2 separate regions of the Hordeum vulgare genome follow, and region 1 is linked to region 2. Evidence: chromatin contacts called from public Hi-C data. All regions are on one chromosome and are shown on one strand. The core of a region is the stretch at or near the end of the contact, and the rest is flanking DNA. Distances in the headings are between cores, read along the strand shown.

What was found. Hi-C and Micro-C count contacts between places; a contact is called where the count stands out from the background.
Region 1: a contact with region 2 is called in a Hi-C map of seedling, with 2.0 times the contacts expected there. The contact joins the promoter of LOC123449291 here to the promoter of LOC123449287 in region 2. A contact is called at or near these places in 2 of 6 Hi-C or Micro-C datasets (leaf and seedling).

Annotation. Positions count from the first base shown.
Region 1 is chr4H:530,040,801-530,047,130 of MorexV3_pseudomolecules_assembly, reverse strand. It overlaps LOC123449291 (tubulin alpha-2 chain), which reads right to left and starts at 2,187. Exons shown (of 5, transcript XM_045126448.1): 1 at 1,653-2,187; 2 at 991-1,205; 3 at 167-366; 4 at 1-49. The coding sequence starts at 1,765.
Region 2 is chr4H:529,802,780-529,809,607 of MorexV3_pseudomolecules_assembly, reverse strand. LOC123449287 (3-ketoacyl-CoA synthase 6-like) reads right to left here and starts at 2,863. Exons shown (of 2, transcript XM_045126444.1): 1 at 1,855-2,863; 2 at 563-1,657. The coding sequence starts at 2,586. The coding sequence ends at 884.

The sequences.
Region 1 (6,330 bases), core at 938-3,437, 240 kb before region 2:
AGTGGGTAGAGAGCACGCTGTTGTAAGGCTCGACGACGGCCGTCGAAATCTGAAACAAGCAATGGTTTCAGCGAAAATGGCCTAGCTGAAACTTGCTCAAATTTTCTAAAATTTGACTTGGGACAAAGCTAATATGCAAAGCAAATAAATACAGATGGAGTAGTACCTGTGGTGAAGGATAGATAGTGAAACCGAGCTTGGATTTCCTGCCATAGTCGACCGATAGGCGCTCCAGAAGCAATGAGCCAAGTCCTGAGCCAGTTCCGCCACCGACAGCATTGAAAACCAAGAAACCTTGGAGGCCAGTGCAGTTGTCAGCCAATTTTCTGATCCGGTCAAGGCAAAGGTCCACTACCTCTCTTCCAACTGAAGCATTAGAAACAGGGTTTAAATAAAGGAGTATTTTGTTAGTAGGAGCATATATATAGGGCTGTTTCCCAAGCATGACATTTAAATAGTTAAATTGGGTTGCCTCAAGGATGAAAGGGTGTTCTACTCCTTGTATGAGCACTAAATTTCAGCATGAAATAATTAGATTATGGATATGACTCCCACCTGACACCTCTAGCATGTTGCTTGCAGTTCGTGAAGATCGTTATAAATAGAGACATTTTCAGTACACATTATTTATAGTACTGAAATTCAGTATAACGCTTCTGAGCTCGACATTCCATATGGACTCTTGGATAAACTTTTACTATCTTAATAGACGATAAGAAAACTATATCTTCAATTTCTCAACCGTCTTAAAAATAACCAACTAAACTATGCACACCTGGCAAAAAAACTGACCAGTTGCTCATTTCCAAACATAAGGTAGCACAGGAATTATAAAATGTTCAACTACCCAAGTTTTTAGACAACGAATCGACGATCAACGTTCAAGATTGTCGAATTATAAATAAGAATTGCTCAGTTGACTTCTAAATAGCTGGTGTTCAGAAAAGATCTTTTCGGAAAAGAGGTAGCTGAGGTCGAAGCATGGTGTACCTGTGTAATGTCCACGGGCAAAGTTGTTAGCAGCATCTTCATTGTGGGAGATGAGCTGCTCGGGGTGGAAGAGCTGGCGGTATGCCCCCGTCCTCACCTCGTCGATGACCGTGGGCTCCAGATCGACGAACAAGGCCCTCGGAACGTGCTTCCCTGAACCCGTTTCACTGAAGAAGGTGTTGAATGCATCCTTTGCAACCCCAACCGAGGTATCACTGCAAGCCGGTGGCAAGAACTTTAGGTTTTGGTATTGTAAAGTAGGATTATTATCGTTCGTACAAGCAAAGCCTAGCATGTATCCTCATGAAGATTGTTCCATAGAACTGGCACTAAGTCTTTTGAGATTCGATCATGCAAAACCAAAATTGATTCTGAAGCAAGCTGTGTCACCAAACCACTAACAATTATCTGGGCTGCGCAACTCAGGGGCACGCTAAAATTAAACCAGATTATCGAATCCATCTAACAAAAATGTCCCGGGTGTTACACATGTTCATCAGCCGCGCCATTCAAGAACGCCATCAGACAGAATTGGTATCAAAACAAATTCTTCTTTTTCAGGAGAAGAATTCCAATCAAGATTTCCACGGATCATTGTTTCTCAGAGCTCTGGAAGGAAAAGCCTTAACAGGTGCGCGAATCGGGACAGAGGGGTAGCTCACCTGGGCATGAGGCCGTCGGGCTGGATGCCATGCTCGAGACAGTAGAGCTCCCAGCAGGAATTCCCCACCTGGATGCCCGCCTGCCCTATGTGGATGCTGATGATCTCCCTCATCTCTCTCTGACCAGCTCTGTTTGCTCTGCTCTTCTGCAGCTGTGTCGCCTCGGAAGCTCAGAAGTAGCACCTGCAGGAGGAAGCAGCCAGAAGGGAACGGAAAGGGCTTTTGCAGAACAGGGGGAAAAGGTTGGAGGAGAGAAGAAGGGAAGCTGCACAGCGGCGTTACCGGACTCGTGAGCTAGCGGAAAGCGATGGATGGATTACACCGCACGTCGGACGGGAAAGCCACCCGTCGTAGGGACAAAATCACTGGGCGTGGACGACCTGGACCATGTCTCGCTCCACTTCCCACCACCGGTGCCAAAACGAATGCTGTCACCACTCACCACCATAACGAAGGGACGATGGGTCGCTGCCGCCATACCCCGCAGCAAAACTCTGTGGTCGATGGCGCCGTCCGGGCGTCCACTAATGAGTTCAATGATATTCCGGCGCTGGCAATCTTCAGTACGAAGGCACACAGCCATCATAGTTGGAATTAGCCGCCGGCACCACTTTACCACAATAGGAGTCGGCTCATATAAGAGCATGCCCCAAAACGTCTATGGGGGTGTTTATGAAGAGTGACTGGTCAGCGCTCATTTTTTCTTCAGTGCAACTATATATATCTCAAACTTCACTTTTCGAATCTATACGAAGTCATGCAACATAGCTTATTTTACTCGTCGTCCAAGATGTTGAGGAATTCCGTGCCGACGGTGTTGAATGGACCCGTCTTTTACGAAATCATGGAATATAGTACTCCCTCCGTTTCAGTTTATAAAGCTTGCACGTGTATCTAGGTCGTCAATTTGATCAACTTAATAAAAGACATATATTACAAAAAATATATCATTAGAAACTTTAGATGTTCTATTTTTTAATGATATAATTTTTGTGTTAAACAATATATTTTATATAAGTTAAATTGATGATCTAGATACACGTGCACGCCTTATAAACTGTGATGGAGGGAGTACTCCTTTCGTAAAGAAATATAAGAGCGTTTAGATCACTAAAGTAGTGATCCAAATGCTTTTATATATCTTTAGAGATTGAGTACATAGATAAACGTAGCCTACTTTACTCGTCGTTCAAGATGTCGACTATCTCTTTGTCGGTAGTGCTAGATGGACCTGCCTTCTAGTGGATGGCGCCTCCCGCAACTTCGGCTCCTCGTCGGACTTGATGTTTGTAAAGAGTGTGTCCACCTCCACGATGTTGGGCTACAAGTGTATCGGTCGCAATATAAAAAAATTCCTACGCGCAGTACACCACCAACATGCTACAAAGATGGATCATGGATCATTACCATTAGACATGCAGTCCCGTGCAACGAAAAAAGTGTCGTGGCATCGCGTCACCGAAGTCGTCTCCTCCTCATGGTCTCCAACATAGCCGATCGGATCCCACGAACAGATTAGCTGGAGCAGCGCAAATGCAACGCCTTTAATGATATCTCCGCTTGCAGGAGGAACATCCTGCGATGGATTGCTAGGTCCGATCGCATATCCGACGACGAGTGGAGTGGCTAGTTGCAACACATGCAAAGCCCTAGTGACGACGCCAAAGTGACCAACTAAATACATGCGCTGCACCACCACTATATATAGGCATCCATCACGGGCTCAATACTTGGGTCCCACATGGACCCTAAATCCCAAACTTTGTTCAGCCTCGATCCGGGTCCAAGTAGGATCACATCTGACTCGCGCACCGGAACCGACCTCACATGTTCCTTACACTTAAGTGCGCGACCCCTTAGGTTCTCGTCCACTTGGTCGTGAGTTGGATCACATCCGGCTTGCCCAGTCGGTAACGGCCTCTAGCAAAGTGTGACAACTCCAAGTCTCGTTTCACTTCCCACCACCGGTGTCGAAACGAATGTTGTCACCACTCACCACGAAAACGAAGGGACGATGCGTCGCTGCCGTCATACCCTGCAGCAAAACTCTGTGGTCGGTGGTGCCGTCTGGGCGTGCACTAATGAGTTCAGTGATATTCGGGCGCTAGAAATCTTCAGTGTGAAGGCACACAACCATCATAGTTGGAATTAGCCGCCGGCACCACTTATCACAATAGGACTCGGGCTCATATTAGAGCATGCCCCAAAACATCTACGGCCTCACAAGTTCCTTACACTTAAGTGCGCGATCCCTTAGGTTCTCGTCCACTTGGTGGTGAGTTGGATCACGTCCGGCCCGTCCACTCGGTAGCGGCCTCTAGCAAAGTGTGACAACTCCAAGTGTTCGATTAAGCCTGTTAGGCGAATATGTACAACGTTTTCACACTTTTGTTCCTTTTGTCTCACGACATATGTTGTGGGGAACAAGTGAAAGTGCATCAAATTCCTTGGTGGTTTTGTTAATTCATCACGACATATAGCTCATTAAACTATCGATTTTCTTGAGTATATGTGAGAGAAGTTCAATGATGGCATGACTTGGATAGGTGATTGTGGACCCCTCAAAATGCTAAGGACATGGATTGGCTAAAGCTTCAAGACTTTGCATCTTTGATTAAGTAATCTTTGATCACATTGAGTCCATAGAAAAACCCAATACTATTAAAAGAGATGAGGTATTGATAATGACTCAGTTGCTGAAGTGCTTAGAGATTTGCCACCAATACCTTCAACCACACTCTCATATCAATATGTACAACATTAAAATATTCAACTCGGTCCCACCAAACACATTCATCCGTACCCACCGAGTTACACCAAGACAGAGCCATAAGCTAAACCCTAGCATCTCGGTGCCACTGAGACTGCATTTAGTAAGACCGAAAAGCAATGACCAACTTGTCGTTGCCAATCAAAGTAATCTCGGAACCTCCGTGATGAAACATCGTAATTTCCGAGAAGTTGGATCATCCTAAGTCATGACGAATCAGTCTCATCGAGTTGTTCCATTCGGTCCCACCGAACACCAAAAACTTGGAACTTTTGCACTAGTCGATCCCATCGAGATTTTATTTCGGTGTCATCGGGTTGTGCACTAAAGTTGTAACAGTTGGATATTTGGCGGAGGCTACAAATACCCCTCCACCACCACCTACTCTTATAGATTTCCCTCATAATGAAACTACACTTCCACAACTCATTTTTTAGAGAGAAAGACCTACTCATGTATTGAGATCAAGGATTACATTCCTACCATATGATCCTTGATTTCTAGCCTCCTCAAATTTCTTTCCACCCAATCCTTCTCTTATACCAAGCCATTTTTTGTGAGAGAGTGATTGAGTGTTGAGGAGACTATATTTTGAAGCACACGAGCAAGAAGTTCATTATCAACACAACATCTATTACCTTTTGGAGAGTGGTGTATCCTAGGTTGGTTAGGTGTTGCTTGGGAGCCTCCAAATAATGTGAAGTTGAACAAAGAAGTTTATAAGGGCAAGGAGATTGCCTACTTCGTGAAAATCTACCCAAGTGAGGCTAGTCCTTCGTTGACGTAAGTCATGATGGCATATACAAGGTTGCTCTTCGTGTACCCTTCAAGGATGGATCCCTCCATGAACTTGCGCAACCATTACCCTGTGTGGGTTGAAGTCTCCATCAACATGGACATACGATAGCACCACCTCTTAGAACCATGCCAAAAACACTATGTCTTCATTGTGTTTTATTTCTTTGATCCCTACTTTACATTCATATGCGATGTCTCTATTTTTTGGTGCTCAACTCTTAGACTTGCATGTGTAGGCTAACGACAAAGAGGTTTCACGGATGTTGGTTCAGAGCAGACCAGAATTGGTCCTTGGATGGGCAAAAAACGAGATGAAATCTCTGATTTGGGTTGAAAGACCCCGATGGGGATGTATGTTGAGCCTAATGCCACCAAGAACGCCCCACCCACCACCGTGGAGGATGGATAGAACGCCCCAACCGACACCGGTCGTCCGACGAGTAGGTCTTTCGAGAGTGCAACTTTGAGAACATTGTTATTTAGTATGCATGTTAGTTAAGTGTGTTGAACTTATGCAAATAATACTCTGTTATATTTTGCTGGCCTCGAGAGGTTAAATGGAAGCACAATTAATCTTTTGGATCATAAAAGCTCCCATGGCACCATGTTGGGCTACAAAGGGAGGTCTTTGTTGGCTCACAGAGGATGCAAGATAGAAAAATCCTCCTATGATATGACTACAATGTGTGGTAGTTATTTAATGTAGTTGTACATTTGCGCTATGTGGTAGAACTTGAATGAAAGCTACTAATTACAGCAATTGGGTCACATGATTTTATTTGTCTTTAAAATAGGATCGAAATGTTGCCAAACAAAATAAATGATTTTATTTTCTATTTTAAAAATTTAAACTAATTCACGCCAGCCAGGTATGGTGTTGTGAGCTTCGTTCCATGAGTAATCCATCCACGATCGATGTTGATTCATGTCTAAACCAACGATACCAATTCCCTTTGTTAGGAGGGAACCAAACGATCCCAATTCTAAGTCCCCCTCTTATGAAAAGAGATCCCGCTAAATGATTTAGCTGAAAAATAATTACGTGTTATTTTTCTATTTACATTTAAAAAAATATCCACCAACATTTATCTGACACTAAGACTTGTCGCA
Region 2 (6,828 bases), core at 1,614-4,113:
ATAAACCGTGGATGCTAGTGCCCATGGAGTTTCATTTTTTTTTTTTTTAAAATACAGAGCTCACTCTGACTTGGAAATGGATGTTGAACCCCACCAATCGGATTTATCCGCGCGTATTTGGTCCTAGTTAGCGAGCTAATTGCCTCCTGTAATAACTTTGTTGCCGGTTTCTTTAATGGGAATCGATGAAAAGGCTCGCTCATGGTGCAAATGTATTTTTGTTTTTGGTACTAATGTAGTACTCTTATATGGATGGTGAGTTTTATTATTCCGATTAATACGACCATGAATTCATGAGTACCTCGTGATTGCGCTTACAGAACATATGCAGAGAAGTATACTCATGCATAAGAACTGAAACCTCGAATGACACTCAACTGCTGACACCAAACAGTATTGCTCTGACAGTTACTACATCATCTGACCTAGTATAAGCAATACCGAGCGGTACATGCATGCATGCACGAGAAGAAGTCATGCATGAAGGGAGGCTTACAAATCAGGAGCGAGCATGCAATGAAAGTATTCCTTTCACTGCAGTGAAAATCTGTGACACAAACAATTTAACAACCACGCCCACGTTAGCGTCGTCCAATCCAATATAAATATACGTGTAGCCGATTAATCAACCTCCTTGTGAATGATCCGATCCCCTCCTTGTGTGGACGCATCCCACGAGTATCCATTTAATTTAATTTATCGCGAAGAAAACATAAATAAATAGAGAAACAAAAAGGAAAAGAAAAAGCGAAGGAGAGAGACTGGTTTAATTTGGTCGGGGCCCCCCCACGGAGCTCCAGGTTTTGGGGGACACGTACGTACATGCAGGCGACTCAGGGAAGGATACGGCGGTGCATGCGACCGCCGGCGGCGAGCCCGTCCGTCAGAGCTTGACGACCTCCGGGATGTGGACGGGGTAGCGCTGGATGCAGTCGTCCCATGGCCCGTCGGTGGGCGTGTTGACGGTGCGGAGGCACTTCCAGACGGCGCTGTTGCACTTGAACCCGCTGCCGAAGCCGATCTGCCACACGCGGTCGCCCTTGCGCATGCGGCCCTTGGCCTCGATGTAGGCGAGCTCGTACCAGAGCGAGCTGCTGGAGGTGTTGCCGAACCGGTGCAGCGTCATCCGCGACGCCTCCACGTGCCGCGGCGACAGCTCCAGGTTCTTCTGCAGCTCGTCGATGACGGCTCGGCCGCCGGCGTGGATGCAGAAGTGCTCGAAGGCCAGCTTGAAGTCCGGGATGTAGGGCTTCCACTTCTTGTTGATCACCTTGCGCCCCACCAGGCGGAAGAAGAAGAGCAGCTGCTCCGACATGGGCAGCACCAGCGGGCCCATGGTGGTGATGTTGGACTTGAGCGCCTCGCCGGCGATGGCCATCAGCTCCTTGGAGAGGGAGATGCCCGAGTGCCCCTCGTCGTCCTCCTCCTCGTACACGCACCGGTACGCGCGGTCGTCCGCGCCCTTGTGCGTGCGCACCACGTGCACCAGCCTGTACTTGGCGCGCCGCGCCTCCCGCCGCCGGTTCGACAGCAGGATCGCCGCCGCGCCCATCCGGAACAGGCAGTTGGGCAGCAGCATGTCCCGCCGGCTCCCGTGGTAGAAGTTGGGCGTGATGATCTCCGTCGAGATCACCAGAGCGTTCGAGTTGGGATGCACCTATTGGTTGGATCAGATGATCAGATCCATATATACCCAACCAACATGTCACTAGTAGCTGGTGATCGAATTACTACTGTAGTTGTGAAGAAGAGTGAAGAGTGAAGAGTGTATTGGTTTGGTGGTAGTCGGTCTCCCGGTAGTTGGTACTATTCCATATACCAAATTAATTAAGGAGAAGGTTTACGTTTACATACCTGGAGCATGTCGCGCGCGAGGTCGATGGAGATGAGGCCGGCGCTGCAGCCCATGCCGGAGAGGTTGAAGCTGCGGATGTTGCTGCGTAGCTTGTACTTGTTGATGATCATGGCGGAGAGGGACGGCGTGGGGGAGAAGAGGCTGCAGTTGACGACGAGGATGTCGATGTCCTTGGGCTTGATCCCGGTGCGGCGGACGAGGTCATCGATGGCGTTGAAGATGACGAGCTGCGCCTCCGCGCGGGACGCCTCCATGCTGGGGTTGGGCGGGATGTAGTGGTTGGCCGGCGGGAGGCAGGTCTCCTCGCCGAGGCCCGAGCGCTCGAGGATGCGGGTCTGGAAGCGGAGGCTCTTGTCGTTGTTGGAGATGAGCTTGATGTGCTCCATGAAGGTGGTGAAGGGCACCCTGAAGCTCGGGGAGGGCTTGTAGCAGCAGTAGTCGACGAGGAAGACGGGCCTGGGGCGCGACATGAAGTAGACGGTGGCAACGAAGACGACGAGGAAGGCGGAGCAGAGGATGTGGACGAGGTCGAGGTGGAGGGAGCGCCAGAGCGTGAGCAGCTCGTCGGGGCCGAGGCGCGCCAGCTCGAGCGCCGTGGCCGCCATGACCGGCACCAGCAGCAGGGTGAGGAAGTGGTTCACCAGGTACTGGTACCCCAGCTTCACGTACTTGAGCTTCACCGACCCTGCCAAGCCGCTCCCCAGCGCGCTCGGCATGATCGCTCGGTCCATCCGCGCTACTTACAGCCCCCCCGCGCGCGCCCCCGCTAGCCCGTACGTCACGGCTCTCTGGCTGGCTGGCTGGCTGGCTTCCGTCCCGCCGTGCACCGAGGGGAGCAGAGCTGCCTGCCTGCCTGTTTCTGCGGCGCACCGCTGGGGGTGGACGCGGCACACGTATGCGTTCACGGTGCTGGGGGTGGGATGTGGGGCTGGATGCGATGCCGGGATGCCGGGCGGAGCGGTTGCAGAGGTGGTGGTGGCGTGGTGGGGTTTAATAGAGTGGCGGGGCGGAGGGCTGGGGCAGATGGGCAGTTTAAATGAGGAGACTGGCTACCGCCACCAACCGGAGTAGCGGAGGAGAGTGAGCTCGTTGGCGCTCATACACGGGCGCGGGATCTTCTGCTGCGTGCGACTACAGTCTTCCTCCTGGTCCTGGACGGGGGTCGCTTTCTCCAGCCTCTGCGCCGTTTCCATCGCCCGTCTGCTAGGTAGGGCGACGCTCAACGCCAACACGCTTCAACACGGACCGTTTCGTTTTAGGAGGGTGGCCGTATTTCTTTCAGCATAGAACGACCGTACCTCTGGAATTTTACAAGCCATTGTTAGATGCACATGAACATGAATGAAACTCACATTATTGGTTGTACTACTAACTCAACCATCGGGCCAGTTATCCAGCACTTGCATGATCAGGTATTATTTTTACAAGTCATTGTTAGATGCACATGAACATGAATGAAACTCATATTATTAGTCGTACTACTAACTCAACCAACGGGCCAGTTATCCATTACTTGCATGCAGTGGCGGAGCTTGATCAGAATTATAGAAGGGGCTAATTCATGTAGAAGGGGCTATTCAATTAAAGATTGGGCAAAACACCATCATCTTGTCTAATTATGTGCTAATAATATAAGAAAACTACACAAGCAGGGGGGCCATGGCTGGCCCTAAGGAAGCTCCGCCAGAGCTTACATGGCCGGGTATTATTTTTACTAAATGGCCTCTGAAAGGATCTTATGTTGTGCGCTGACCCCCAAAAAAATTATTTTGTCGTCTCATCCCGCCTATTGTGTCTACCCGTCCGACGTGTAATGTATATGTATGCACGTCTTCCATCTTAGCGCTTTTGACTGTCGACGAAGATCGGCCCCAGCGTGGCAAACATTGAACACGCCAACCCGGTCGACGTGATATGGCTGGATGAGTTGCGTTTCTATGCCTGACTCGTTTAAATCATGTGATATATCGAACTACTAGTTGCTTTCGTATATGCAGCACACCAACATATTGGATAGTCCGGTGTGCTCCAATGACACGCATATCCGTTAGGCGTGATACAACTTTATGGGCCCGCGCTGCACGTCGCCGCGCGTGCTCACTAGGCGCTTAACTGCAAAAAGGAAAACTTGTCAGGATTGAATTAAAGTTTGAGACGTTCTCGCTTTTCATTACTCTATGACTGTTGTGTGGGTCCCGGTGCCATTTGTTTCGTCCTATTTTGCTTTTGAAACCCCTTTTTCCTGAAACCGTTTGGCAGGACGCGACAGAGCTCATGGGCGCTTGCATGGACAATGCCAAGCTCCGCCAACGTCGTGAGGAGGTGAAAGAGCCCATCACCGCTCGCCTTGAGAAAGCCTAGTCGACCAAGATCCTTGAAGACTAAGTAGACTATAAGGACACGCCTGATTTGTGTTTTTTCTTCTTCTTTTGCGTCAGTATTTTCGGAGTTCTCGCATGTGGCATTTTCAATATTAGGCGGTCAAACTTGAGACTATGCATGAGGTGTCCTATGTAGTTCCTACAATTAGGCGCTCTATTTGAATATTCTAGTACGAATAACATCCCAGCTCAAAACCGGCAACACGAAAGAAGTGCAAACACTTAAAATTAACAAATGAACAAACAAGGAAAGCTTGCAACTAAATTTAGAACACAAAAGGAGGCCCAACACTAATTCATGATTACAAAAGGAGTCTGCATAACTTCATAACACAAAAGAAGCGCATAACATCATAGAAGATAAGATTGAACACATAGAAAGCTAACAAGACAAGTAGAATGACGCCTAAGAGCATCTATAACCGGACCCCTCAAATGACTCCTCGTACGCCTACGGACGCGCCCAGTCAATGACCTGTCAAGAGAGATAAGGAAAAAAGTGACCCAATCGGACCCCTCATATCGTCCCTATATGCTCGGGCTGTCCGCGAATCCTCATATCCACCTCAAATATGGGGAGGATATGAGGGCTCGCGAATGCGCCCCCGCAATCCCGATCAGTCCGCCACATAGGACGCAACCCCACCCCGGACCACCTTTGTCTTTTCTTTATTCATCCTTTTCTTTCTCTCTCTTCCTCTCCACCAATCACGTGCAAGTGGCCGGACATATGAGGAAGAAAATAAGGAGTGTGGCTGCATGGACGGACAAATAGGGGACACGCCTGGTCACCGACCGGGCGCGTAAGGGGTCATATTAAATATGTTCGGCTGTAGATACTCTAAAGAGGACGGAAGTCCCTCTCCTTCTCCAGTACAACGACACGGCAGAGGCAGGATGGCACCGCCCATAGCTCCCGCTTTTGATCGGTCGAAGCCAGCTCGTCGAAGACGTCGTCCAATGGAAAAAAGTGGACTCGGTGACGCAGCCCGGAGAGGATTCACCCCGCAACGGAGATGATAGCACGCACGCCCTCCATGCGCATCAATATCCGAACATTCGAGCCAAGATAGTCCAGCTCGTCGTCCATGTAGGTGAAAAAATAGATCAGGTCGGGAAGCTGCAGCTCGTGGAAGTCAACGAGATGGTTATAAGGGGTTGTCCCCACGGCCGGCAAGGTGGCACCTACACAATGGTACACGTCACATAACAGCAACACTTGCAAGGCAACTTGGTCCAGCAAGCGATTCAGGCGATCCTGGGCCTCCTCCTTCTCGGACCGCTCACTCTCTACCTAGCTAAGCAACAGGGACATCTGGTTGCCTAGCGCATTCGCTGCCTTATCAAAGAATGACTTCGCGTTCTCAAGGGAATTAGTATTTGACTCAAGCAGCTTCCAAAGCACCGCCAACTCTCGGTGCTGACGGAGGACCTCGTCGTCCTTGGCACAGAGCTCAACATCCTTCGCCAGGAGAACCTCCTGTGTCAGGCGCTCTGCACCCTTCACCAGGAGCTCCGCATCCATCACCAGGTGCTCGCCCATAAAATGGGGAAACCAAGGACGCAATGTGACGGGAGGATAACCCCGGGGTAGGCTCATCGGGCCTACTCCTTCGCACACTAGCTCCATACGGGGCAAATGCTGCCTCGTATGTCGGCTCCTCCCTGGCCGGAAATGGTGCCCATGCCGGCTAGGGACGCGCTACCCGGCATCCGGCCAAACGGCCAGCCGTGTGGTGGGCGGCGAGCATCAGTCCCATCAGCCCCTCTGATGATACATGGGCTCATGACTAAAGGCAAGAGGGTGTCAGCTCGGGTACCACAGGCTAACATACATGCGGCTACAGTGAAGGCGGTCGTACCACTGACCGGCGCCGGCTACGATCTATCAGCCTCGCACAGTTCCTGCACGCCTCCACCCACTCGATTACCTGTCCCGGCGTGGCTACACTAAAGGCGGGCGTACCGCTAACCACGACCGGGATCCGTAAGACAACGGCAACAGTGTAGTCCACGCCGAGCGTGGAGAGCATGCACCAATCCCAGTGGAGCGCCAGCGGGTCCGAGCACTCGATGGGACCCGACAGACGGCGGGACCCGCAGGCGACAAGACTTCTCAGTTGAGGGGCCCTCTTGCTGGCCGGAGAAGCTGCTAGCTGGGTCCCCTCATAACACTAAATATCCATATTGTATGCCAGGGGGTTCGCCTATAAAACCCCCTGGCCCTCCTCCATGGAGAGGGTGAGCCATTCTTACGCATGAACATACACATAGGAGAGGCAGATAACAAGCCGGCTAGCTCTTTCTTCCTCCTGTGACGAACAGCTCAAGGAGCACTCCTAGTTCTCTTGGTTCATCAACCACTCCGACAGGACTAGGGTATTACCTCCCCCGGAGGGCCTCGAACCTTGGTACATCGTGTGTCTCGCATTGCTAGTTACCAATCTCGTTCCTGGAGCCCGCCAGTGTCCTTTTGGCTCCAACCACTCTCGATTAGCCTACTCATGGCATCTGTCATGAGAAAACAATGACAGTTGGCGCCCACCATGGGCCGTCCATGGGACCCCTCGACAACTCCACCGAACGGCTTGT